Linked DNA regions of Anser cygnoides: all the other regions are linked to region 2. The links are chromatin contacts, called in public Hi-C maps. All regions are on one chromosome and are shown on one strand. Each heading gives the region's core, a stretch centred on a gene start, on an enhancer-like site or on the middle of the called end of the contact. The rest is flanking DNA. Distances are from core to core; before and after follow the strand shown.

Region 1 (7,434 bases), core at 2,088-4,587, 420 kb before region 2:
TGACATCTCTCTTCATCTTGCTGATTCCTACTCAAGATCCATCTGAACATTCCCCTGTCCTTTTTCATGGTTAAAAATAAATAAATAAAGAGATTAAAGAAGCAAATCCTAAAATGCAGTAACTGCACTGACCTCAAATCATTATTTGATGTCATAGAATTAAAATTAAATGCACTAAAATCAATAGTAATTAATGTTTTAATGAATACAAAATTTAGTTTAAAAATATGCTCTTTGTATCATGAACAGTGAGGGAAACTTAGAGATATTCTGGATGAATTATCTTTTTTAATTATATTGACTTTAGAAACCAGAACTAACTTACAAGTAAAGATTAAAAATTATGTTTGGTTTGGTCAAAATAATGATGATGGGGAATTAGCAGTTTGTAAGCATGTTAAGGGAGAGAAATTATTTAGGGCAGGAGAAGGTTTATAAATGATGGGGTGGAATTACCACTAAAAAAGTCCAACACATTCAGGAGCAGACCTGACACCGAGATGTACCAGGCTGCACCTCAGACTCATCAAAGCATGACACAGAAGCATCCCTGAATGGGAATGTTTGAAAACAGAGCATGCACTGGGAAATAAATGATTGGTAAAGTTGTTCTAAAGGTGTGCTGACTAAATATCTGGAGAGGTACCTTATTGCTTGTACTCAGCAGATAATACTGGCTGTGTGACAGATGCACTTGATTAAGATAACCGTTATGTCCATTAAAACCGAATTGACAACTTCATCAGCCAAATAAAATGTAATACATAAAACAAAAGCCCAGAATTACCATGAGCAAAACTGTAGACACTTCCAGTCTCTGCAAAAAAATACTTTCTGCTAATGTCTCCCTTCCCTGTTTCACTCAGTTACTGCACCTGAAATGAAAACCATGTAAACGTTCACAAGCCTACCTTTAAGCCCAAAGCTAAGCCTTCTGAAGTCACTGATGCTATTTGTATTCACAAGTGTACCTAAAACTCACCTAAACACTGGTACATGTGGATCAGGCTGTCAGATTGTAAAATCTTTGGATGTAAATGGTCTTGTATCGTGTTTGTTAAAGCAGATAGCAAACCACGCACTTGACAGGGTAGACTTTTATTGAAATGCAATACAAATAAGTAATAAACCGCCTCAGTCGTGCCATTTGACAGAGATGTGCGAGGAGCGCTGCCATATCAAATCCAAGGCTGCCTGGAACGACCGGACTCCTGCCCTTGGAGTTTACTCCAGCTCAGGATTGATTCAAGGTCCAAACGCTGACAGATTTCACCCCGTCCCAGTCACATAGCCCTGTTACTACCACGGTCCTAATTGCCCAACAGCTCCCAGCTCTTGTTGAAGGCGCTGCTCTGCTGGCCACTCAAACGGGTAGCATGAAGCAGATTTAATGAAACACGTTATTAAGGAACCAAGCAGTAACGTGGCTTTTGGGCACCACCCCCCTGGACAAGACTTCCTAACACTTCTTGTCTCGTACAAGAGAACCTCTTCAGAGCTGGGTGTCTATTAGCTGGTGCAGTCAACAGAACCCATACAGGATCTGCCCACGGGTGCAGTGCAGGGCAGCAGACCCCAGACCCCTGAGGCACTCGGACAAATGCGAAATCCATTTAACTTCCACTGGGAGCTTGCTATCCAGCCAGCTTTGAGGCTTTGTATGTCCCACTAGACAGGTTAATAAGATTTTAGCTCAATATGTACCTTGAGACTCTGAACCTTGGTTCCTCGGGTGATGGGCCTGTCCGTATGCAGGCATATGAGTGTATTTTGCCCTGTAAGTGATAGCCAAATACGTGTAGCAAGTGTGTGCATGACTGTCAGAGTATCTATCGCTTCTGCCATAATCCAAATATATATTTAAGGAAACTGATCTACAGTAATAATTAATTCATATAGCGAGGTAAAAAAATCCAAAAAGATCGCCAAGAACTTTTCAAAATTAAACGGCTATAAAAAACACTCTTTAGTCTAAGAGCCAGGCTTCTAATTTTGTTCTATCACTTACACATCTGACACAGCAAATTGCAAAGTTATACATTGCTGTGCAGGAAACCCAAAGACATAAACATGAGCAACTGGGGAGCTGCCTGAAGGGATGGGAGTAAAACACAGGCACGTGGCGAGGACGGGGTCAGCACTAACAGCTTTCAGAAAATGGTGTGGAGCTAAGGCCAATGCCTGGGCATGGCTGAAAGTCGGTTATGAAGCTAAACGGGTAAAATATCTTAGTGAGTAAGGTGGAATTTTTTTACCAAAGTTTTCCTGTGAGTCACAGATGTGATCTAAATGAACAAGTGTCCTGGCTTACCAGGCTTTTCTCGTAACGCAACTGGTAACACCAGTGCCTAAAAGCTTTGCGTGCCACACAGAACTCCTTAGTTCTCAGATAAAAGGTGAACCTTTAAAAGATTTCTGACATTTTGGAGCAATATTCAATTACATAGCATTGTAGTGTACAGACCTAATATAGCCAATTTATGCTTCATAAGAAATATTTACTGTGGTGACATTGCCATATTTCTCCCATCTCACACTAAGTCCCACGAGAGAATAACTGTGAAAAATGGACCTTATAAGGAGTAAATATGGACCAGTTCTCAGAGCCCCCCAAATTTGTGAAGTATGCGAGCAGCAATGGATGTGCAGGCGAGAGCTTGTGATTCTCAGCATGTGGAGCCACGGACGAATTACTGAATAAACAGGGCGGTTCTGTGTTGTGCAGATGTTCGTTTCGTGTACGACTGGCGCTGGGTTGGAAATCAGTTTAATTATTTTTATTAAGAAGTCCGAACGCTCGCTCCCCGCCGCTGAGGCAGCCGAGCTTTTCCTCACAGCAGGCAGCTGCCGCCCCCCCCCCCCAACCAGCCGCGCGGGGGCGCTGCGGGCCGGCGGCCGCCTCACGGCGCCTCCCGCTGTGATTGGCTGAGGCGGGGAGGGGCGGGGCTTCCTTTGGATCAATCCACCTCCGCCTCCGGAGGGGGGGGGCGGGGGTGTCCTTGCGGAATGGTTCGGCCCAGCCGCCCCCCCCCCCCCCCCCTTCCCCCGGCGCGAGTCCCGGGCCTTTGCCTAGGCCGTTGCCAGCGCCCGCGCGCGCTCAGGCAGGACCCCGCGGGCTGCCCGCCGCACTGCCTGACGGCGGAGACAGCGGTTCGGCGCCGGTACCGCCGGCAGAGCGCTCGCTGAGGCATTGCTTTGCCTCCCCCGCCCAGCGAGCGGGTGAAGCCCGACGGCCACCATGCCCCCGCGGTGCCAGCGAGCCTCGCCTTCGGCTCCGTGTCGGGCGTTTGATCAGGGCAGCCCGCGGCGGCTGGGCGCGAGGAGCGCGGCGGGCGGGGGTCCTGGCGGCAAGGCAAACGCGCCAAGTTTCCCGTGGCGGGGCGGGCGGCGCGGCCGGGGCCCGCGGTCTCCATAGCGACGGCCCCCGGCGGGCGGGGGCGGCGGGGCCGTGACGGGCCGGGCCGGGCCGTGACGGGACGCGCAGGGCCGCCATGTAGCGGTGAGCGCCGGGACCGGGCTGAGGGGCCGGGGCGGGCCACGGGGGCGGTGGGGGCGGTGGGGCCGGGGCCGTGAGGGACGGGGCTGAGGGGCCGGGGCCGCTCCCAGGGTGCCGGTGCCGGTCCGACGCCGCCCCGTGTGTGCCCGCCGCAGGTGGCGTTTCCCGGCCGGGAAGATGCCCGGGGTGCTCCCCAGCGAGAGCGGAGCGGCGTTGCGGGGCAGCCCGTCGAAGCGGAGCCGGCTGTCGCTGAAGCTGTTCCAGAAGAAGGAGGCCAAGCGGGCGCTGGACTTCGCCGAGCCGCAGGACGGCGGCGGGAGCAGCCCCGAGCCGCGGGGAGCCGACGTGTGCGTGGGGAGCCGGGGGGCGGGGGGGCGGCGGCACGGCCGGGCTGCCGGCGGCTGCCTCGGGAGGTTCAGACAAAGTTTCCCTCAGCTCAGCTCGATAGAAAGCGATTCCCCTTCTGCTGAAGTATCGAAACTTTAAAATTGTCGCTTTTACAAAATGAATCCTGCAGAAAAAACATTGGATATGGAAGGTCCCTTATGCTGGGAGTAAAAGCACCGAGTCCACCGCTCACTGCCGTGCGTTATTGTTGGGTGTTTGAGCCCTGGGTGAACTCGGCAGCTCGTCTCCCTGCAGCTAGTGAGGAAGTGAAATGGGAGAAGGAAAATTGCCTCATTGCGATAAACGTGTTGGAGGCTTTGAGACGTGGTTCTGTCTGGTGTATCAGTACAGTGCATCAGCGCTGTGTGTAATGCGCCAGGTTTTTTGTTATTTTTTTCCCCCCTTCTATATTTATTTGCTTGTTATGCTCCCAGCAATGAAGTGATATGAATCTGGAGCAAGGGACAGTAATAGAAAATATGTGCTGCACACATAGCGTTTTTCTTGGAGCTGCACTAAGAATGAACAAAGAACACACAAAAGTATTGTAAAGAGAGCTTTACTGGTGCCTTAAATCACTCCGCTTCTTGAGAGGTGGGTGTTGGGAGTAATGGCAGACACACGCCTCTCGTAAACCTGCCTCTTTTTGAGTAGGTTGCTAGAAAGAAGGGTTACGGTGGAGTTGGCCTCTCTTTGAGTGCCTGGAGTAGCCATGTAGAGATTCTCAGAAATGCCTTGACACCGTTTTCATCTGTGCTCGTTAGTCATTAATTCTGTTTTCACTGTTTTATAGTGACCAGGTTGTTCCTGCAGCACAGCCTCCGTTGCTTGTCAGCTGTGAGAAGAAAGACAACATGTTGCCTTTTGTGGGCCTGAATAATCTTGGTAACACTTGTTACCTGAACAGCATCCTTCAGGTAAGATCGCGTTTCGGGGCCTCAAAAAAGATCCTTTTGTTTTGGTTAAGCACAAATAGATGAGATTTTTAGTTTGACATTGTATAGGAGATGTCTGGGTGTTGTATACAGGGAATCTAGTTACAGTGGGGAAAAAAGGATGATAGTGCAGGAAAAGGATGATAGTGCAGGAAGCGTGTGCACCACGGATTGTCTTGATGATTAATTTGTCAGTTTACATACTCCAGCCATGTCCCTGCCCTGAATAATCCGAAATCTTCGCGTGCTGTGCAGCAGCCTCGGGAGGTGCAAAGCTAGTTGGATTGTAAGTGTGGACGTGTGATGTCAAATAACTTAGCTTACCAATTATTATTTTGTTTTAAACTGTTGCTTTTAGGTGTTATATTTTTGTCCTGGTTTTAAAACTGGAGTAAAGCATTTATATAATATCATTTCAAAGAAGAAAGAATCTTTGAAAGAAGAAGGAGAGCAAAAAGCAGAAAAGGTAACGTATCTCCCTACGTGTTCCTTTACTTGCCTTTGCGCAGGTGAGGCTACGTGCCAGGACGGTACTGAAAATAGAGCTGTTTCCTTCTGTTTGTAATAAGTTTTGAAGTATTGTTTTCTGTAGTGCTATTTCAGGTAAAAAATAAGTGTGAGAAGTTTTGAACTTGTGTTCGAACTTGGCAGTGCTCAGAGTGTCTGTAAACTTGTAAGCGCGAGCCTTAAGCTCTCAGAAACTAGCAGAGTTATCATGCCCCGTTTCTGAAATGAAGATAATGATGGTGCAGTATTTTGAACGGATGGAAATCGGAGTTTGGGCAGGGACGGTCTGGGTTTTCATAATGTATAGTCTGGCTTTCGTGTTTCTTTTCTGCTGGCAGAAGAGCAGTATATTGACATAAACTTGCCTCTTTCCCGTACTGGACAGAAAATCTGTCACGTCTGTTAGAAAACTTAAGTGGGAGAAGGAAAAAAAGTGTAACTGCTTGTTACAGACAAACCTGCAAGTGTTTTACTCCTTTTATATTGTTACTGCAGGGAAATTGTAAAGAAGATCCCCTGGCAAGTTACGAGCTGATCTGCAGTCTGCACTCCCTGATTCTTTCCATTGAGCAGCTTCAAGCCAGCTTTCTCTTAAATCCGGAGAAATACACCGATGAGCTTGCTACTCAGCCACGAAGGCTACTCAATACCCTGAGGTACAGGTTATCTAAAACACTGTCAGAATTTTCACCTCAAGTTTGGAGGTGGCTGCGATTGTACGGTACAGACTTGGGGGGTAGATGATCTTAAATTTGGGGCATCATTACGCGATCGTAGGAAGGCAGGTTTCCTACATTTCAAAGGGGAGGTTTGTGTTTATCGCTACCTAGATGGTATCGTAAGTTTGGAAATAAATTTAGATTTTGTCAGAACATAATTTCAGCCCCACAGTGGATTTAAAGCAGTGGTTAGCCTGAAGTATGTAAGTATTGTTGTTGTCCTGGAGAGTACCGCTGTGAGGTTGCAGCTGAACGTGTGTTTAAGTGCTCTTCGGCGTAAGGCTGTGACTACCTTCCCATGGGAATCTGTGAGAGACGACTTCTCTCTAGGCCTGGAGGGGATCCTCCCCTGCTTTTATAGCAGAACTTCTCTAATTTAAGTATCTGGTCATGTTAGCTAGCTAGTAATCTGCTCATCGTTACTTTGCTCGTTTACTTTTGCCTTTAATAGAGAGCTCAACCCTATGTATGAAGGCTACTTGCAGCACGATGCCCAGGAGGTTCTGCAGTGTATCCTAGGTAACATCCAAGAAACGTGTCAGCTACTGAAGAAGGAAGAATTGAACAAACTGCCTTTGGAAGAGCCTACAGCTAAACCGGAGGAAAAACTTGACGAAAATATCGAGAGCAATGGAACCGGCAACTCTGCCGAGGAGGAGGACAGTGAGCCAAGTGGCCCTGTGGGAGAGGTGGCCGAAGATAAGTTGCTCAAAGGAAATGGGAAAAGAAAAAGTGATGCCGAAGGTGGCAACGCAAAGAAAAAATCCAAAGTATCAAAAGAACAAATTGCAGCAGAAGAAAATCAGAGACAAACCAGGTCAAAGAGGAAAGCAACGGGAGAAAAGCTAGAAAATCAAACTGAGGCCATTGCCAAGTGCTCCACTGAAAACGAGAGTGCAAAGCCAACACAGAAGAAGTCACGACTTCGATTAAACTGGTTAAAATCTTCGTGCAAACAACCCAGTATTCTGTCCAAATTTTATAGTCTGGGGAAGTTAACGACAAATTTGGGATCCAAAGACCCAGCGAAAGAATACGATGACTGTGAGCTTGAAGAGTCTTCTGTAAAGTGTGAAAATGGTAATAAGGTTAAAGAAGAAGGTCATGAACCAGCATTTCCTGTGGAAAGCCATGAGAAAGGAACTGAAAAAGAACCAAAAAAGGAAGGTTGGTGAACAAGCGTATGGGCTTAAAATTAGAATGATTAGGAAATTACTGTGCATTGGAAGTCAGTGTTCAGACTGCATTGCAAGCAGAGCTCTCTAAATACAAAATTACATTTTCAAAAATTGAAAAAGATTTTTTTGAATTTGTTTTATACATTTGTAATTTTTGTGTTATACCCTGGCCTGTTTAGCTTGGATCTAAACAGGCCTTTCACTAATGTTGT
Region 2 (6,454 bases), core at 1,760-4,259:
CGTTTTTGCTGTGGAAGTGGCACCAAAATCCATGACGGTAAGATTTTTCTAGTTTAGCCAATTCAAAATCTGAGCAAAAAGCAAAAATCATGTGACATCTTTGCAGTTTCCTTTTGCAAGTCTTTTGTCATGATAAAGAGCATGTGGATAGTGGAGAAGTCTGTTTTCACCACCAGTACAGATCAGATACAGCTCTTGATATTGCAGAGCTGCAGGCATGTTTGATGTATCCATGTTTCCCAGCGCAGATTGCTGTATGCAGCTGTTCAGTTTTTCATACATGTATTGAACTGAAACAGGCACATGTGCCACTTACTGATACTTTTTAATATTATTTTTCTAAGGCTGTGTTTTTTTTTCCTTAACCAATTTTAATCAGATATATAGATGGCTTTGAGAAGCACACCAAGAATGTGCTAGTCAGAGGCAAAAATATGGTGATATTTTTCTTTATTCATTTATGAAGAAAATCCAGTTTTTATTATTCTAAAGCTACGGTCTCTTTCTTTCAGTGAAGAGGCATCCAAACGATTTTATGTTTCACAGCTTTCTAGTGTGGATGCATTCAGATCCACTTTAATCAGTCCCAAGACACTGGCAGGGTATAGGCCTATTTTAATATTGCTACTGACAATTTAGATATCTATAGCCTGCTCCTGTAAGGTGTTTTATTAATTTTAATTTCTGCTTCATTCAGTACAAATTGTAGGCTCAGCATCCCTTGTGGATTTTTTGCTGTCATGCAATTAAATTAAATACTAAGATCTCATTAGAGATGCTGAATGTGTGTCATTTAATGTTTGTGATATAAGTTCTGAAACACTTAATTTTGCTTACATAATATTTTAGGTATCATACACACAATTCTTCAATAAACATCAGTTTCACCTATGTTTTCTCTCTTGTATGCAGGTTTCTCAGCATGTGATGCCGCTGAACGAGCAGGAAGAATGGCTTTACAATTGTGTACATTCCCTTTTACGTTAAACATTCTAGTTAGAGAGCTGTTTCTTGGCAGTGTTCAAACTAAGCCACGATTTATTTTTTTTTTGGCAGCTTCTGCTGGACCATTTCTAGTCTTGTCCTTCTCCAAAGCTGGCTGCTTCTCAGAGTTTCATTTGTTAAAGCCAGTGAATCACATAAGTACTTATTTATTTCTGGAATCCCACTTTTGCTAATGGCTTTTAAGAAACATGAATAGCAATAGCATAGGGATGGAATAACCGTAAGTATGTAAAATCCTTTGACAGAGTAGAATATTCACATACTGCCTAATGAAATACATTGGCATGAAAACGTTGAGAGACAATAAAAGTAAGTACTGTTCAGTAATATAGCTGACAGTTGCAACATAATTGTGCTTTATAAGGGCTAGTTTCCCTAAGTATGCCCTTATTTTCTGTAATACGTAAGGTAGTTCCATCACATGCCGGAACTGCTTCACTAAGAAAAAACTTTCGTTAAATTGGTCTGATGGATTCCTGATTCAACACTCCTGTGATTTTTATGTGAGAAATATAAAGGGGTGGGGTTCTTTAATCACCTGGTAAAGGATTTGATTTTTTTCTTTTTTTTGATATTATTTTCTTTTATTTTTGTAACTTAATAATACTTACCTTACTTTTTTTCTAAATGATTACCAACTGTTTTTATATTCTTTCATATAAAATAAAGTCTGGCTTTTCACATGTGATAAGGAAATAACATTCATTGAGGAAGGCAATTTTATTTTGTGCTCCTGACTGTTAACTGCAATTAATTATTTCAAAGGTAACTGAAGCAAGGAGGCTAAAGTCCACTAATATAGGCTGCAATAGAAATGAGAAACAACTTCGAGGTACTAAAAATATCCAGGCTGTTATGTTTTTCTAGTTCCTTTAAATGTCTGTTAATGTAAAAAATGATGACCCTGGTCACTGGATGCTTAAAAAGTGCTTGAGTTTAAAATAGCCATTAAATGTATGTGACCTCATCTGCAAGGGCAGCAAGAAGTCCTGAAAAGCTATATTTATCTGCCAGCAACTCCTGTACTCTGGTGTTCCTCTGCTGTAATCGTACACTGGGAAAGTAAATGTCAGTTACAAAATGAGAGTGCTGCTAGAGGCTGGCTGTGATTTATGCGCTCCAGCAACTGGTGCTCAAGGAGGTCTACTGGTGATCGTTCTTTTTTTTTTCTTCTTCTTCTTTCCCCCCCCTAGCAAGTACAGCAGATATCATTTCATTTCCAGAACTGTCTGGAAGAAGTGTTAAGAGACTCCACATATTTTTGGTAACTTCCAGCCAACAACACAGAGCTCTGTAAATGCTGCCTCAGGCAACGTGTGGCTACATCACAAGTTCCCAGTTGCATCTCGGAGAAGGAACAGGGAAATTATGAGGCACGGTAAAAAATGAGCTCTGCCGTATTTTGCCCTTCTTCTGTTTATGACATCAGTCTCAGTAGACGCAGCAGGAATCGATCTGCTGTTCCTCCTGCGTTTCAGGACAGGAATGCTTAAAACTGAGAGACGTTCTTGGCTGAGAGCTCACTGCGTGTGGAAGGACTTGATTTCGCTGCAGTTAAGGTGTAGTGAAACATGACACAGCAGCAGGGCATGGAACCGCGTTGCTGTCCTGATCTCGCTGTTAAGAAATTTCATTATCTGGCTTTTTGAGGGGGAACATAGGCAAGTTCTCTGCTCCGAGGCAGTTTCCACCCTTCTTGCCCAGGAGATCAGAAGCGAGACCTCAGCCGTATCCGCTGGGTGTTCTCCCCTTTGCTCCAATCCCAGGCACCATAAAACCCTTCTGGCCACCACCTGAGGCCGATCACAAGGACTCAGCTACCGGCTGCCCTCCTCGGGGGGGAGGCAAGGGGAGGCAAAAAGTGGCGAGAGCCGTGACACCGCGGAGCCGTGACACCGCGGAGCCGTGACAGGAGGCGGCGGCCTGGCCGCCCGGGCCTCCCTCACCACCCCCGGGGGCGGCCTCAGAGCGGCGGGCCGGGCTGCGCGGGCCTGACCCGTGCTGAAGGAAGCCGAAAGGGGCCGAAGAGTACCAGCCCAGCCCGGCTGCGCCTTTAAGGGGCGTGGAGCGGGGCCGTGCCGAGCCGAGCCGTGCCGAGCCCAGCCCGCTCCCCCCGCGGCCGGCCCGGAACTGCCAGCGGCTGCCGGCCATGGTGCGCATCGTGACGGTGAAGACCAAGGCGTACGGCGACCAGAAGCCCGGCACCAGCGGGCTCCGCAAGCGGGTCTCCGTCTTCCAGAGCAATGCCCACTACGCCGAGAACTTCATCCAGAGCGTGCTGGCCACCCTGCCGCCGGCCGAGCGCCAGGAGGCCACGCTGGTGGTGGGGGGGGACGGCCGCTACTACATGCGGGACGCCATCCGGCTCATCGTCCGCATCGCCGCCGCCAACGGGGTACGTGCGGCTCGGGGCCGAGCCCGGGAGGGACGAGGAGGAGGAGGAGGAGGGAGGCTTCCTCTGCCATCCGGCCTCCTCCAGAAAAGCGGAGCTGAGGATGCCGGGGGGCAGCGTCAGGCGCTGGGGGGGAGCCTGCTGCGCCGGCAGAAATCGGGCGCCTCGGTGTCTGTAAAAGCTAAGGGGGCAAAAGCGCGGCTAGGCCACCTGGGGGCAAAAATTTGAGCTCGCTGCTTTCTGACGGAATAAGGAAGTGGATGAGTGCCTTTTGGAGCCGTGCAGAAATGTGCCTTCTGTGCCCCGGGGTGGGTGCCCAGCCGTCAGCCCGCGCCCCCTGACAGCACCAGCACACACGGTCGATGCAGCCTTCCCTGGCAGAAAAGCGGCCGGCGCTGGTTTATTTATCAGCTCTGAGGAGAGTTGGGGCTGAAATGTGCGCTGACAGCACCTTGGGTCCCAGTGACCGAGCAGGCTGGGGGACGTGGGGCTTCAGCCCCGGTTGGTGCGGGTGTCGTGGGACATGGTGGCCCGCCAGGGCCTGAGGAGCTCCCCTCCTGCACCTCGCCTCAGCCCCACAGCGAGCAAGGCGCCGAAGGCTGTGGCTGAGCTGGGGACCCCTCAGGAGGGGCTCGAGCCCTGTGCTTGTGGCCGTGCAGCGCCCAGGGGTCCGCTCACCAGCGGGCATTTGGCCTGCGGCGTTTTGTCCAAGTTGCTTCCAAGCGCTAGGGCAGAATTGGCTCTGAAGAAAGAGAAATGTTCTGGAAAGGCAAGAGGAAACGGGAGGAGAAAGCAGGTGGGTGAATAAGTGGGTTAAGAGGCACGACACTGCTATACGAAGTGGGAAGTTTTACTTTAAAAGCTTTTCGTTCTGAATCGTTAATTTATAAAGCAAGGAAACGGCCGTGGCCTGAGACAAAATGTTAGACTTCTTCAAGCAAAAATTAAGTGATATGACAGCTCTGCCAGTCATCTGCTTCATCTGCTTGCAGGGTTCTTTATGCCCTTGTTGTAGCAGAATAGAGACAGTGGTGCGGGCTTTCTGGAGTGCTGGAGGGAGCCATGAAATAAACTCCCCCCTCCCCAGCCACCCTGGAAAATATGAGGAGGACTGGCAGGTCAGAAGTGCTGCAAAATCATAGATTTCAGTATCCTATTTTAAAAAAAAGAGGGGGAAAAAGACCTCAAAGGTTCATTAAAGAAATGAGAAAACTACCCCTCAAATCCTTTAATAACTGAAGAGCAGATATAAATCTGAGTAAGGAACCAGAAGGAGGCACGGTGAAGTGCCCTGCAGAGTGCAGGGATATTGAAAGCTTGATACAATCCTGTGACAATCCAGTGATTCTGTGACAATTGCTGGCTAAGTTTGAATTGCACAGGCTTAAACGAAGTTTGGCAATGCAATACTCGAGTGTGGCAAAACCATCAGGTCCCAAGAAATGAGGTAACTGAAGATAGAAAGTGTCTTTATTCAATGCATAATGCTTGTTTTTAATGAATTTCTATGCATTTGCTTTTGTGTTTTGGAGTGGTTAGGGGATGCTTGCTTCATGGTTTTTCTCTGTAATCGCAAGTGCTAGTTCTCTGGTAGGCTCTTACTCAACTGCACCGTGGTAGCTATGAAAATCCTGTTTCTTCGTAATGGATGTGAAGTAACTGGAGGTCACCCACCCTTCAGAGAGAAGGGTGACCTCCTTCGGTTAATGTGTAAGAAAGCGTGCTGCAAACACATGGCAGCAGGTTCCTGGAAACTGTTTTGGCCTGAGCGCTGGGGCCTGCGGGGGTCTCCTGATTCCAGCAGCCAGGTCTCAGAGGAAGGCTCCGTAATCTCATGGTGAGAAATACTAAATAATATAGAGGAAAACTGGACACCCAAAGCACGAGTGCTGTTTTGTCTGTAGGGAAGTGATTATTACAGTGCATGCAAGGGGATCCACTGTATAGGTCCACTGGATACTAAGAACGTGGTAAAACTGAAAAACAAGTAGTAGGGAGTAAAGATATAATAAAGCCAAGTTTGGGCTACGGGCCTTTCTAACGTAACCTTTCTGCTTGTTTTGATCACCAAGGTATGTCGTACCAGGATGCACTCACTTGTCTAACAGCGGCCAGCCCACCTCCTGTGCCAAAGCAGTGCTGGAGAGCCGTATTTCTGGTCCTAGGGAGTAAGAGGTGAAGGGGTCACTACTTTAAAATCCTCGGCCTTTAAGATCTGGCTGAGTGGTCCTCTCAAAGCCACAGGAGAAACAGGAGTACGGTTCATGATTGTTAGTTTTACAAAGTAAAAGGCGAGGATACTAAAAAGTGAGTTTTAGTTTGGTCTGTATCTGGAATGGTTAATATATACCTAAATACTGGCATTTGAATAGCAACACCTCAATTTGTAGTTCCGTGATTAACAAGTGTTTACCTTATTTACAAGTTTGCCTGTATGAAAGTAAACTGAAATAGTCGTTGTTGGTTTCGCCATTCTCAGCTGGCAGCCGGCGTAGCCTTCCTGCTTTGTTTTGGTCTGTTGTGCCAAGCATCCTTTATTATTTTTTTCCCACATAGTTAGCAAGTCTGACTCCTTAATTAACGAATAAGGTGTAAAAGCTCCAGTCGTCAGCTGTTGGAGTAGAATTGTGGCTGTGCAATAGCTTTAAGTCAGAAGCAGGCACAAATTACAGAGCTGAGGTTACATACCTACATCTGATCACGTACCTAGGATCAGGCTGACTCGCTAACGTTGTCACCTGCTATTCAACAAATTTACCGTGCCCCTGGTTCCTTCTCAAATAAAGAGATTTCAAAGTGCTGCAAGGTATCTGCATTAAAGCAAATTGCTTGAAGGTGTTTTGAATGCCAGGCGCTGCTTTGCATGTTAAATGCTAGCCTGGTTTTGTTTTACTGCTGCAGGACAAAACGGTACTTCTGTTAGAAATACTGCTCTCTGCCCCAGAAAGTTTGGTTTCCTGGCTTGGCTGCTATTAAGCTTTTCCCCACCCAATTATCCCAGGGAAACCAAGTGTTTAAATTCTGTTGCGTTGCTCAGCAGCTCGTTATTTGCCAGGG
Region 3 (6,651 bases), core at 93-2,592, 350 kb before region 2:
AGCAGAGAACCAGCCGGGCACTGAGTTGGCCAGAACCCCTCTTTCTGCACTTCACAAGTGCACGCCTCCAGGCTGCCTTAATGCAAGCTGTACGGAACTGGACAGAACTAGGAGGGCCGTGAGGTTATCTCTGCGCTGGTCTGTATGTATCTCAGGTCTCTTTCCAGTTCAGAAAGGATTTCTAGGCAAAAGGATTGTCCAGCTGAAATATCTGAAGAGCTGCTTAACACCACACTGCAGTTCAAACGAAGCAAAGGCTGCTCAGACAGTACAGTGAGCCAAATCATGCTGGTACAAAATATTCACCAATTAATCAGAGATCTAAAATACACTCATGTTATTTAATTATTAAGGGGGAAGGGGCAGGTTACCTGCATATTATCAACCCTTCATCACACAAGAAATTCGTCGTATGAGATAACAATTTTGAAAATAATGTTTCTATTGATGCCTTGTATTGTACACATGCATGTACATGAACAACAACAAAAAAAGTCCAGATGAGGAATTGCTAGAAGAGTCTATCAAAAACCTGAAAATCCTGCAAAGTACAGACTATATTAAGCCTGGACTTATTTTTGGATTGCTATGAGAGATTCCAGAAAGAAAAATACCTTTCACTCATACTGCACTACTCCTTGAAAAATATACATGCTTCCGTGCAGAGACCCAGTGCAGAACTGGACATTTATTTCAGAGTACCCGTAGACTTGTTTTATTCAGTGTGAATCTTAAACAGCAAGGGAAATCGTAAGGTGAGAAATGTAAGCAGGGTATTATTTATCTCACCCACCTCTGGAAAGCAGCTCTTAAAAAATAAGCTTTATATGGTGTAAATTACTGCACAAACCTTAAGACAGTAGAATCACATCCAGACAATCTCTGGACCTAATTCCCACTTTCTCACTTAATCTGAAGTAGCTGACAAGCAAATCCACTGCGGTGCGATGAGTTACATCAGAACACGGCACAAAATGAGAATCAGATTGTGTGAATCATCTGGGAATATTGTGCCCTTCCATAGCTTATCAAAGAGCTGCATAACCTGAACAGCAGCATCCAGCGCTCTTGAGCAGCGTAAACCCTTTTATAGTCCTAAGGGAATAAAAGGAATCAGACAACACAAACAAGAAGCAGTTTAGGCCTTGTCAAGATTATGACCCACAATTAATCTATTAAAAAAGCCTTGTGTCAAAAACACGTCATACATCATCATTAACATTTTATAGCAGCATGTCTGGCAGATGGAAAAGTTCAGAGGCAGCTTAATCAGCAACGTGCCCGGCTCTCAGGTTTCCCAGGTATCAACCTAGATTCGAGAGGGGTTACATTCGTTCAAATACACACAGTTTAATGATCAACTCGCCGGTCTGCCTCTTCTAAAATGAAGAGGAGTATATATAGATTAAATTCTTCAACCCAGAACAGCCACACAGTGAAAACTATTAGGAAAAGTCTCTGCATCCTGAACAACCAAAGCGTAACAGGAGCAGAAATCATGAAAATCATTCTTATCTTTCTATTCATTGCCCCACTCGCTCTCTCAGCTAGAGCTGAGAAGGACTTTTCTGCCCTTGATTCAGCTGCATCTCCTGAGACAAAATCAAGATTTGCCATGCTAGATGATGTACGAATCTTAGCCAATGGACTCCTCCAGCTTGGGCACGGTCTTAAAGACTTTGTGCATAAGACAAAGGGGCAGATGAACGACATTTTTCAAAAACTTTACATTTTTGATAAGTCCTTTTATGAGCTCTCACTGCAAACCAGTGAAATCAAAGAAGAAGAAGAACTACTCCGACAAACTACTGCCAGACTGCAAATCAACAACGAAGAGATAAAGAATCTCTCGCAGGAGATGAATCTGAAGATTGAAGACCTCATACAAAACAAAATCCAGCTGCAAGAGAAGGTGTGGGGACTGGAGGACAAAGTCACTAAGTTGGCCATTACCCAGCCTACAGTGCAAGAGACAAATGAAATTTCTTCACTCAAAGTAAGTAAATTTGTAAGAACCCCTGACACACAAAGCCAAAATAAATCGTAATGCTATCATTGGTAGTTATACAATAGAAGCTCATCTTTTCCCTGCACCCTCACTGGAGTTCTATTGTGTATTTTGAGAAATAAATCACTGCAATAACCATATAAGAATCAGTGTTGTAATTTGACAAGTGGTTTATTTTACAGTATAATTCCCCAGTGAAATCAGTGAGAAAATGGTGAAGTGATAAGGCTCTGTATCTTTTTCAGTTTTTGCAAATATGTTTTTAAAAAAAATCCGTAATTATAATGAGGAAAAAAAATCAGGAAAATTATCTGATTACCAAGTCCAGAGCTTCTTATGTCATCAGCTCACTACAAATCAATGCACTAGGAATTGTCTGCTCAGCACAGAAGCAGGAAGTTTAAACTGATGGATATTTGTAGTGCCTGTAGGGACCATCCAGGACCAAAGAATTGTGTAGGTGTTAATAGACTTAATGCAAATACCTGGAAATATGTAGGTGGGTACAAGGTTTCCTATGGAAAAGGAAGAATTAACTGTGTTCTGTAAAAGCATGGGAGAAAACACTGGCTATTCATGTCAGAGCAGAAAGCTGAATCCTGATCTTCCAAATCCCAAGCTAATACCCTAAACACGGGGCATCATTCCTTTTTTTGTCAGTGCCATATATTTAGTTTGAATCAAGAACCAGCTTCACAGAATGTAATTGCACATGAAAATGGAAGGAAAATAACAATAGAAGTCTATGAAGTTGCCAGTAGTTTGCCTCAAAAAAGGATCAAAAAAGGCTGGGTGTTCATTTCAAAGGCAAAGAACTTTGCACCTTTAGAGGAAAAGCAGAAAGTCCTGTGGAAAAGGCAATGTTAAATGGTTTGTGCCTCTCAGCACTGCCCCTGTGATGAGTTACTGAGGAAGTGCCCCTGTGAAGGCCTTTTGCTGCCCCTAACCACAACCCCCCTCCCTCCCTCTCTGTCCTCAGGCTTTTGTGGAGCGGCAGGACAACCATATCAAGCAGCTTCTCAAAATCGTGGAGGACCAGCACGCACAGCTCGACAAACAGCACAACCAAATCATGGAGCTGGAGGACAAGGTACAGTAACCATCGCATCTCTCTTTTCTGAATCTGTTGCCTCTCATAACGCTGAAGGAGTTAATGTCCCACCATTCATTCCGGTCAGCCATCCCTGTTTCATATTTTGGGAGTGCAGAGGAGGCTATAAGCAATTTTGACCACAAACAGGGACCTTTTTCGATGAAAGACTGCTGTGCTGCCAGGCTGGGGGCTGTGGCTAGAGCACACAACTGAGGACGCAGCTCCAAAGCACTGTCGATCAGTACCAGGCTGCTCTATTTCCTGACTGCTATTTTTCTTTTTTTTTATTATTATTATTATCTATCCTATTATTCTTGTTCCCTTGGTCTTCTAAGCATCATTACTTTCTATCTCCTTCTTCTTTCCCAATATTCGCTTCAACAGGGAGCCATGTGCTGCAGCTCAACATGTGTAACCGGAACGCTGGGTATAACTGACGTGCCCATATTTAATTTATTCCTAAGAGGAGGCTATAAAGGGAAAATGCCTTTTATAAAAAGAACTGTGGGTTCTGTGCTCTTAGATGTCGGTATTATTCGTCTAAGTGATGTCACCTGAGGAAATAAGTTAAATCTGTTTGCCCATTAAGGTGTACCTCGTGAGAACTGGTCATTTACTCACCTCATGAATCCTGGGTTGTCTGAGCAGTCAAACAGCTGCCGTACATACACTTGAAATCCACCAGTGTGGTTCTCAAGTTATTTTTATGTCATAAGTTGGCTATTTTAAAGGGTTATGTTCATATAAAAAAATTACTCTCTGCGTGACATTGCTCAGTTTGATACATGAACCTCATAATTTCAGAGCCTTGGGAAATTAACAGTCTGTAATTACACTTCTTCCCAGCTGAACCACATAGAGCTCCAGGAACTCGCAGAGAATTCCTTCACTGGGGAGCACACAGAACCAGAGGCCACCCCCTTTTTTGTGCACAACTCCACAGCTGTAACATACAAATATGAAGGTGAGACCATATGCCTTAACCGCGACTATACAATACAGTGCTTTTAGTTTTTAGTAGACAGAGACCAAAAGCAAAATGCTTTTATGTTATATACAGTGCTGTTGGAAGGAGCTGGATTTTCTGCTTTGGAAAATGCCATAATCTGTTTAGCCACACTGTACGTATATGTGTGTCTGGGGTGGCACACAGAAACAATATCCAATAATGCCATAATCCTGGCCTCAATCTTCAGCCTCCATTCACCCCATGTAAACACATGCCGTGGCGATCCTCTCGCTGGCACTTGCTGATGCCTGTCTTAGAGAGTATGAACAGAGAACTAACTTACTTCAGCTCATTTCAGGATCTGGTAAAGCTTTCTTTAAAGCTGAGATGCATTTCTGAACTGCAGCACTGGGAACAGTATTAACTGGGAAATTTATGAGGGATGGGAAAGTCCATTTGCCAAAGCCCAGTCTTAAGCCTTACACATTTTCCAAAATTATCTGAACTGAAACCTTGCCAAACTTAAATGTAGGTGGTCCAATATATATACAACTTGACAGCTGTTCTACCATGCCCAAAAGTTTGCCCATTTCATGACCTTTATTGAGATAATGACCAAAAAGATTGTTCCAGGTTTTGTGTTGGCTCTACTCAATAGAATAATTCAAGTCACAAAGCTGAATTAAAACTTACCACATCCAAAACAGGGTTTCTAATTGTCTGCTGTTTGCTTTCCTAGGTGCTGCTCCTGACTGCACTGCTCTCTACAACAGCGGCATTCAGACCAGTGGCACTTACACTATTAAGCCCAATGGCTCAGAAGCTTTCGACGTCTACTGTGAAGCAAAATTTGGTAAGACAGCTGTGCTAGCACAGTCTAATTTTCACATAAGTAGTTTCTTACAAGCCAAAAAGCCATGTCTCATCCCAAAGTACACAAGCACTTATCATGTCATGTGTATCCTCTTCTCTTACTGTTCTGTATGTGCTTTGAGCACTTTCCTTTCTCCTAAAGTCCCCACAACACTGCCTTTTTAAAGTTACCTGCTGTTTATACTGAGGAAAGTACTTTCAGTCATGTGATATTTATTACATATATTCATACTATTAATATTCTTATTAATATGTATGCAATTAATATTAAGCGTATTGATATTAAAAACGTCAAGCCCCTTTAGTTATAAAGAATTAAAATGGCGATTATGAACGCCACTACATTGCAACCATGATGTAACATTTCCTAATTAAAGCAAATAATAAACACCTTAGCAAAATTTTGTTTGACAGCGTGGATTGGTGCTTATGACTGAGATACAGCAAACTAACCCAAAGAGGTGAGTCCTGGAGACAGGATTCCTGCATCGTGTTTGGGTGAGGCTGCAGCTACAGACCAGACGCACCCAGAATCGCCACAGACCAAATGCACAGCACCTACCCAAGCTCTACCTTTGTAAGAAACCCATTTGGCTGTTTCCTTTGCCGCTGCCCAGAGGCCACATGTAGTTTGGCCAGCTGACTGTTCCCCCGTTTTGGCACCCTGCAGTGCTGCTCCGTCCTCTCCAGCTTCCCCATACGGCTCCTCGCCGCAGCTGGCTGGGAACACGCTGCTGCAAACGTGACAGGGCGATGGGATACGTTTGGATGTGTACACAGAGCGGCGTGGGCTTGCCCTGTGCAAAACCCTTTGCTTACATTTGTTGAAATTTGTTAAACAAGGTTGTCATGACCTGGTCAGGAGCAGGATCTCAGCCGTCCTAGCCAGCCGTGGCCTCCAACACTTCAAACCTTGTCTGGAGTTGTGCTCCCAGCAGTCAAACACCACCAGCTAAAGGCAGGCAGCAGAAGGGCAGCCACAGCAGCACCGTCTGTGTGTCAGGGGCTGGTGGACTCTGTTATGCTGAATTTTCTCCCCAGTACTTTAAATACTTAAGCCAGGTTTGTGACTTATTTCCTCTTTGCATCTGCAGGCACTTCCTGGACCGTAATCCAGAACCGAGTGGACGGATCACTAGATTTCAACCAAACCTGGGATGCCTATGCAAAGGGTTTTGGTGATCTCAATGGTAAAAATGCTTCTTTTGCTTTCTTTGCTTTGTCTAAATTGATTTGAGAAGCTGAATTTTCTCAGAAGGGTGTTCACATGAGAGCAGACATAACCTACAGACAAATCTAAGCAGCTTGCCTCATTAGTGGAATGCCAGAAAGTGCTTGCCAGAAAGTTTAATTTAGTAAAATTCTCCAAGACACATTTTCAAACATGTCTAGAAACTTTTGCTGAATCATGTCTGAATCAGAGCGTTCTGAATGCTATTTTAGCTATTGAGATTTTATTATTTACAGAAGTACCCCACAATGCTTTGAAGCTACACAAACACAGTATCTCACCAAGGTGCTTTCACTACTTTCTCTCAGCCCTTCTGCAACCACGTTTCCCTTAGAACCACCACCTAATTTGTCTTTTTTTTTTTTCTCTTTTTTTCCTCCAACAGCGCCTGCAGCTGCAGGTGCTCCCTTACACAACCACCTCCAGCTCCCCACGTGGTGCCCAATGTCCTCACCTGGCTGGCCAGGCTGAGGCAACACCCACATTTACCTGTTAAT
Region 4 (6,900 bases), core at 2,583-5,082, 480 kb after region 2:
AAGGCGGAGAAGCTCCAGCCCCAAGCGAGCACCAGACGCCCCACCGTGGCTGCACTGCCTCCCTGCCGTGCCCGCTGCAAGCGGCCGCATCGCCCTGGGCTGCTGGAAGATGTGAGATGGGCCCTGCCCCTCTGCCCACTCCCACGTAACAGAGCAAGTGGGGACACTAGCCGGCTAAAATCATGCTGTCTTTAACAAGAAATATGTAAACGTATCTACAAAAATACTGTATAGCTGCAGAGTCGTTCCCATTTTTCTGGTACCACCCATTGACCCACACTGCTTTACCTCTTCTCCCAAATACTCCCCCAGCCGCGCAGGACCCCACTTTTGGGACCCTTATTGAAGCTTCTCAAGCACGGCATTTCTGGAATGTCAAACAGACAACTAAGAGGCAAACTCCCAGTAAAGCACAATTTTTATTCGAGTCAATCTTAAGTTTTCTTAACCCGTGACTTTTACATGACAAGGTGTGTTTAGAACAAGGACACTTGAGCAGGACGTTGTGTGTACGTCTGTCCGTCAGCTCCTGGAATCAAAGGGATGGGGCGCGGTGGGCGCGGGCCCCGTGAAGCTCAGATGGCTGCCATCCTTCAGTTATCACAGTACTGTACCTTTACAAGAGACAGCATCAGCACTGTGATAACTGAGCCAGGGCAGCCTGTCAGTCATCGCGGCCTCTCCACGCACTGCCAGGTGCTTCCTCTGTCTTCTCATCCCTTGCACGCCTCCGAGCCCCAAACTGCCCTCAACGGGTGCCCAGCTGCCAGGTGAGAGGCTCGGGAGTATTTAACTGAAGTGGCTTTGCATGTTGGGCTCCAGCTCAAAAAATTATTCAGATAATTAGTGCTATCTTAATGACCGTGGTGACCAAAACAGCCTTCAAAATCCAATTCGCCAATGCTGCATGTAATGGAGAAAGGTTAACTTACCCCTCTACAGTTAACGCTGGAGAAAATGAGGACACCCCTTCTCCCCGTTAAACTCACCGGAGCTAGAGAGCAGCGCTTGGTTTACGCTACTCAAGAACCGAATGTCATGAACCAGACAGTCAGCAGGCAGACGTGGCCGCGAGCCAGGTTAAGTCGGCGGAGCTGCACCGCGCGCGCGACAGCCGAAGGCTGGGATCACGACCAGCACGAGTAGAGGGCAGCACCACACCGCGACCGCGCTGCATACTGCACCGAGCGCGCCAGGCGCTCGCCCAGGCAGCGGAGCACTCTGGCAGGCGGTGGAATTTTACAGCGCCGCGAACGCGTTCAGCTGGGCTTCATCAGGGTTTGTCACATGCGCCGCGAGAGCCGGGATCGCGGGCGCCCACTCCTGTGCCTACCGAGGGGGCTCCCGACGGGAGCAGCGCCGGACGCCGAGCAGCCAGCTGTGCTCACGAGGGACTGCAGCTGGAAGAGGCAGAAGGGGTGCCTCAAGGCTCCGCGGGCTGAAGTACGCAACTGGAACTTTTAGGTCACAGGATCCAAACACACAATTGTGAAATCAAAACTTATACCGCAAGTCACACTTATATCAACCAGTATTTTGCACCCCACTTTTTCTGTTTTTTTTAAACAGGTATTGCTGAGAAGATCACGGAACCACTACTACACGCACACACCTCTGGTTAAGGGAATCACGTTGACCTCTGAAATAATTAAGTTTAAAAAATAACATTTTTTTTTTACACAGAAAAAGTTAACGTGTTATTATAAAAAGTTAATTTATGATGCTGATGGACTTCCTCAGTACAAGCTGCTCTGGTACTTCTAACAGCAGGAAGCAAAAACTCCAGACATGGTTTACTGCTCTAAATAACTTACCTGGGGAAGAGCATGTCTGGAGATGTTAAGTAGGTTGTTTTTAAAAGAGAAAGGCGTAACGCTCAGACGGATCCAGCTACCAAAATGGTGTTTTACAAGTTTTTAACGGAAGAGGGCAATGGTGAGACAAGCAAGAAATATCTGAGGAGAAGCACGCAGTGGAAAAAAATATTTGTACATTTTAAAACAAACTGCAAACATACATTACATAAAAAGGGGACAGTCAACAGATTATGCAATGCTGACGTCAGATGATGACACAGATGACTTAAACGTATACCCTAAAACTTGCAGATTTGCCACCAATTGTAATTAATTACATCATCTGCTGCTGGAAGAAAAAAAAACACCAAAGAACTTTGTAAAAAATGCTGGAGAAAATCTGTACGTACAGCTGTGACTTTTGGAAAGGAAGGGACGTGCCTGACAAACGAACCATTTGCTGCCACTCTGAAGCGTTTTCACACCACATTGTTCCAGCAGAAAAAAAAAAAAAAACAATCTACCCGTTTCAACAGAACGGAAGAGGAGCGGAATTGGGAATCCCACATTTCGGAGGCCGAGGCGGTTAGAGGAGAGCCGCTACTTGGCAGTTCAGGTGTGTCTTCATCTGAGCCTGACGATTTTACCCTTGCTCCGGCGGTTACTGGTAGGCTGCTTCAAGAAGATCCGTGACCGCAAAGGTGAGCGGTCCCACCCAACTCCCCGGCACCCCGACGGTTTGTCTCACACCTATTCCAACGTGCTCGGGGCTGGGGCCGTTCTCCCCCAGAGGACCCCGCTCCTGTCCCCCACAAACCTGCTGTGCCTCCTCACGCGCCGAGTCTCGCGCTGCTCCAGCCGGACCACGCACGCGGGGCGGGCTCGGTGCAAACAGGTGTGCGAAAACGCAGAACTTGGCTCCTTGTTACCGTCTCGAGAACCCTCCCTGCCTTTGCAAACAAAAAACATTCAGCTAGCCCGGCACCCAGCACGCGGACTCGCGCCACGGCCAGGGCGCCGCGTTATTTCCACGGGGGTTATTTAAGAATATCCGATCGTCAGCGCAGGCTGCCGCCCCTCGTTTCGGAAAGCCTCCCAGCTCGGCCTGGCTGCTCCTGAAGCTCCGGCTCCCCCTCCAGCCCCCGGGGGCCGGTTACTCGGCGTGTTTTCGCGTTGTTTTGCGGGCACGTTCCCTCAGCGCGGCCCCCTCCCCACCCGGGCCGGGTACCAGCACCGAGCGCGCTCGGCAGCGACCCGGGGGGGGGGGGGGCTCTCGGTAACCCGGCGGCCCCCAGCGCCTCGCCCCCTTCCCTCCTGAGGCACGGCCGCGCACGAAGCCTCCCCCCCGGAACCCTCCCGGCCCCCCGCAGCCCCCCAGCCGCTCTCCCCCTCCCACAAAATAGCAGTGCGCAATGAGGGGGGGGGGGGGGGGAAGGAAGCACCGCGCCCGGCCGCGCTGTCGGAGCCGGGAGCCCGGGAGGGGGACGAGGGTCCCCGCCGGGCGCCCCCCGCGCCCCGCTCAGGGCCGGGCCGGGCCGGACCCACCTGCGGGCTGGCGGCGGGGCCGGGGGGGGCGCCGTGACGCAGCACGGGCGGGCGGGCGGCGTGAGGGCCGCCATCTTGGCGTGTTTATGGCAGCGCCGCGCGGCCATGTGATGCGCCCGCCGCTTCCTGGGGGAGGGGGGGGGGGGGCGGCGCGCGTCGGGCACGCGCGCAGCGGGCACGCGCACGGCGTTCACGCGTGGGCGCGCAGGGTGCCCCCTCACCGCCCCCCCCCCCCCCTCACCGAGGGGGCGCCCCCCGCGGTGCTGCCCCCCGGGGGTGTGTGAGGGAGGGGGGGGGACACGAGGGGATCGGGGGGGGCTCCCCGTGCCGCCGGGGCTCCGTGAGGCGGCGCCGAGCCCAGCCCAGCCCAGCCCAGCCGAGCCGCGGGGGCCCCGTCGGGCGGCGGCGGGACTACAAGTCCCAGGGTGCCCGGCCCGAAGGGGGCGGCCCGAGGGGGCGGCCGTACACACCCCCCCCCCCCCCCCTTCCCCGCTCCGTGCTGATGTGTACGGGCGGCGGGTGAGCGGCTCGGCACGGCTCGCCTCGGCTCCCCCCCCCCGCCCCCCCCCAGCACGCCATTTTGCGGGGCTCCCCGGCATGCGGGGTCCCGTCGGGGGCGGCGAGGCGGCGGGGACCCCCCTCAGTGCCCCCCTCTTAGCTCTGGGTCCCCCCCCGCGGGCTGCGTGAGGCGGGGGGCGGGGGGGTGTGCTGCGGCGGTGCCCCCCGAGGGACCCCCCCCGGGCCGGCCATGGCCTCCAAGGTGCTGCGGGCCGTGGTGCTGGGCCCCCCCGGCTCGGGCAAGGGGACGGTGTGCGAGAGGATCGCCCGCAGCTTCGGGCTGCAGCACCTCTCCAGCGGGCAGTTCCTGCGGGAGAGCCTCCGCCGCGGCGGCGGTGAGTGCCCGGGGTGCCCCGACGGGACGGGGATGGGATGGGATGGGGACGGGGATGGGCACGGGCACGGACGGGGCGAGCCCCGGGGGGAAACCTCCGTGGGGGGTCCTCGCCTCGCTGCCGGCCCCACGGGGACGGGGCGGCCCCGCGTGTCCCCCCGCTCGGCCGCCGGTGCGCGTCCCTCTCCGGGTTTGAGGCTGGATTTCGTTATTAGGCTTCTCCCTCCATCTTGGCTGTGCCGAGCTGGCCGGGGAAAAGCGGGCTGGGGCGCAGCGGGGAGCCTTCGTCCCAGCCCCCCGGGTGGGCACGGCTGGGGAGAAGCCCGGCCAAAAAAACCCTGGGTGTTCGCGCACCGACGGCCGGCCTCGGCGCCCGGGGTCACGGCCCTCCCGTGTCAGCTTCACCGTCCGCCAGGGTTTTGTAGGAGTGGGGTTAAATCGCCCAGCTTGGGTCCCAGCGCCTGCCGCGACACCCGCCGTGCGAGGGACGCGCTGAGAACATGCGCGTGTTCACGGGGAAAGCCCTCGGGGAAGCTTGCTGTGGGTTGTGGGGTGTCCCGACTGCGTGCCGTGCCGTGCCAGCCCCTATGGTGAGGCCACTGGGGTGGCACGGGGCGCCCCTGTGACCCCCGAGTCCTTATTAAGCTCCCCTACAGGATCAGGGAGGCCGGGGGCTGCGGTGCTGCCAGCCCACCCCGTGTTTCACATCCGAAGCCCTTCGGAGAGCTGACAGTCTGTGCTGTGCTTCGCTGGGGGCCGTCCCAGCCGGTAACGGATCCCGCAAAGTTTTGGGAGCCAGCAGCCGGGCGGCGCGGGGCTGCCCCCAGCCGTGGCTGGGCGATGCCAGCGCCGCTGCTCGTGGCGGGTGTGCGAGAGACCTGCCCGGGGAGGAAACTGACTCAGAGGAGCCATAAAACGACACAAAACAGCCCATAGGAACAAGGCGCGCTTTGCCTTTTTAGAGGTGTGACAAGAAAGGGAGAGAAAAAAAAAAAAAGGAGGGGGGGAGGATAAACTTTCAGAGCTGTGTGCTCTGTGGGGCGTTGCACGCTCGTTTAAAAATACCCAGATTTCCTTCCATAAATAAAAAAAAAAAAAGCACGGTAATATTTCCTCTGGGGAGAGGCTCGAAATTTGGAAAATCCCAATAACTCTTTTGGCTGAGCCGCGGAGCACCTGGGCGAGGACCAAGCGGTGCAGTGGCGGGTGGGAAACGTGGGTGGAGAGGCAGGTAAGATTGCTCAGGAGTAGAGCCGCCAAAATTTCACACAGCTGACGTGCCTTTCAGGTGCCACCTTTGACTTCGCCTCTGGTCATAGCTCTCACTAATGTGCAGCTGTTTCTTTGTTGTTTTTTTTTTTCTTCTTCTTCCTTTTTTTTTTTAGCTATTTGCTTTGGACAAGCTGTTACATGACCACGCAGCGACGTGCCAGCTCTGGAGGAAGCTGGATGGAAGTAAATTCCCTTCCTGAGTTTGTCATCCGTGCCACTGGCTTTGCGTTGTAGGGGAGATGAGGCCAGCCGTACAGACACCCCGCTGCCCTCCAGAGGGACCCGCCAAGGGGTTTTAGAGCAGCCTCTGGGCAAGGATGCCGTGCAGGAGTGGATTTGGAGGTGATTTTCCCATCTCAGGAAGCCGGAGGACACCCGAGCATCCCGCACAGAGCGAGCCCTGTGGCTCCACGTGCTGCGGGGTGGCTGGATGTGCCGCTGCCGCTGAAACCCTTGGGGTTTTGTAACAGTGACTCGGCAAGGGCATCCGCTGCCACGGATGTGTTGGTTAATCAGTGCCTCGTTTAGTGGCTGCCCTGCTGTGCAAAAGTGCTTTGTTTGGACTGCTTTTGGTGCTGTGCAGGGGGTACTGGAGGGCAGCGACCGTTTTCCTCGGCCAGTTCTTGTCCCAGTGCCCAGGTCGTTGCCTCTGGTGCCTGCAGCGTCCCGGGGTCTCGGCAGGGCTCAGCTAATTCCAACAAAACCGCACGCCCTGGGAGACGCCCGGGTCTCGCGGGCGTCTCACTGCTCCGCTCGCTGCCCCGCTTTTGGGGGGCAGAAGGGTGCTGCGATGACGGGAACCATGAGCTGAAAGGGGTGGGAGAGGGGAAAAGCAGGGCAGCTGGGAGGGGGTCGGTGACGGCCCCAGATCTGTGGCCGTGCCATGCTCCAGCTCCCCAGAGGGAGGCCAGGCTGGCGGAGACGGGGTGAGAACGAGAGCCCTGGATTGGGGAGGTGGATTTGGGGGCTCCGAGGACCCCATCCAGCTGGGGTTGTTCCGGCTTGGTGCGCAGATAACCACGGGCAGTGCTGCATTAACCACCCGGAGCTCCTCCTCTCCATTAACGCTGCGCTGCCGTAGCCTAAATAAAGAAATCCTGCAAAAGGTTGCCCCGGGGGGCCCAAAGTCTGCGTTAGCTCGCAGTGTCCGGCCAGGGGGCCGCTGGCAAGCGAAGCCCTCGCGCCCGCACAGTGCTTCCAGCCGCAGCCCGCCTCCTGCGCCCCGTCTTCGGGAACAGCCTCTCCTTGAGCCCCTGGCGGCCTCCGCAGCCCCCAGGCGCAGCGGGAGGCGTCGCTGGAGGCCGGGACCCGCTTTGATGATAAGGGCTCAGGGGCACGGGTGCGGGGTTGCGCCGGGAAGGGACGGGGACAGCAGGGTCTGAAGTCCTGCGGCCG

The links. A called contact is a pair of places that touch in the nucleus more often than the background predicts.
Region 1: a Hi-C map of liver shows a contact between it and region 2, with 5 times the contacts expected there. The contact joins the promoter of USP1 here to the promoter of PGM1 in region 2. A contact is called at or near these places in 2 of 7 Hi-C or Micro-C datasets (both in liver).
Region 3: a Hi-C map of liver shows a contact between it and region 2, with 8 times the contacts expected there. The contact joins the promoter of ANGPTL3 here to the promoter of PGM1 in region 2. A contact is called at or near these places in 2 of 7 Hi-C or Micro-C datasets (both in liver).
Region 4: a contact with region 2 is called in a Hi-C map of liver, with 6 times the contacts expected there. The contact joins the promoter of AK4 here to the promoter of PGM1 in region 2. A contact is called at or near these places in 2 of 7 Hi-C or Micro-C datasets (both in liver).

Annotation. Positions count from the first base shown.
Region 1 is chr8:30,821,537-30,828,970 of Taihu_goose_T2T_genome, forward strand. It overlaps USP1 (ubiquitin specific peptidase 1), which reads left to right and starts at 3,338. Exons shown (of 8, transcript XM_067001729.1): 1 at 3,338-3,499; 2 at 3,652-3,843; 3 at 4,677-4,800; 4 at 5,821-5,981; 5 at 6,496-7,211. The coding sequence starts at 3,674.
Region 2 is chr8:31,241,133-31,247,586 of Taihu_goose_T2T_genome, forward strand. It overlaps PGM1 (phosphoglucomutase 1), which reads left to right and starts at 3,010. Exons shown (of 11, transcript XM_013176136.3): 1 at 3,010-3,400. The coding sequence starts at 3,155. It overlaps EFCAB7 (EF-hand calcium binding domain 7), which reads left to right. Exons shown (of 14, transcript XM_013176195.3): 13 at 1-37; 14 at 913-2,847. The coding sequence ends at 987.
Region 3 is chr8:30,888,482-30,895,132 of Taihu_goose_T2T_genome, forward strand. ANGPTL3 (angiopoietin like 3) reads left to right here and starts at 1,343. Exons shown (of 7, transcript XM_013176202.3): 1 at 1,343-1,996; 2 at 2,988-3,098; 3 at 3,948-4,065; 4 at 4,790-4,903; 5 at 6,018-6,113. The coding sequence starts at 1,385. All of the region lies in intron 14 of DOCK7 (dedicator of cytokinesis 7), which reads right to left.
Region 4 is chr8:31,718,352-31,725,251 of Taihu_goose_T2T_genome, forward strand. AK4 (adenylate kinase 4) reads left to right here and starts at 3,833. Exons shown (of 5, transcript XM_048061898.2): 1 at 3,833-4,234. The coding sequence starts at 4,090. LOC136791337 (a long non-coding RNA gene) reads right to left here and starts at 3,801. Exons shown (of 2, transcript XR_010833106.1): 1 at 3,342-3,801; 2 at 401-2,746.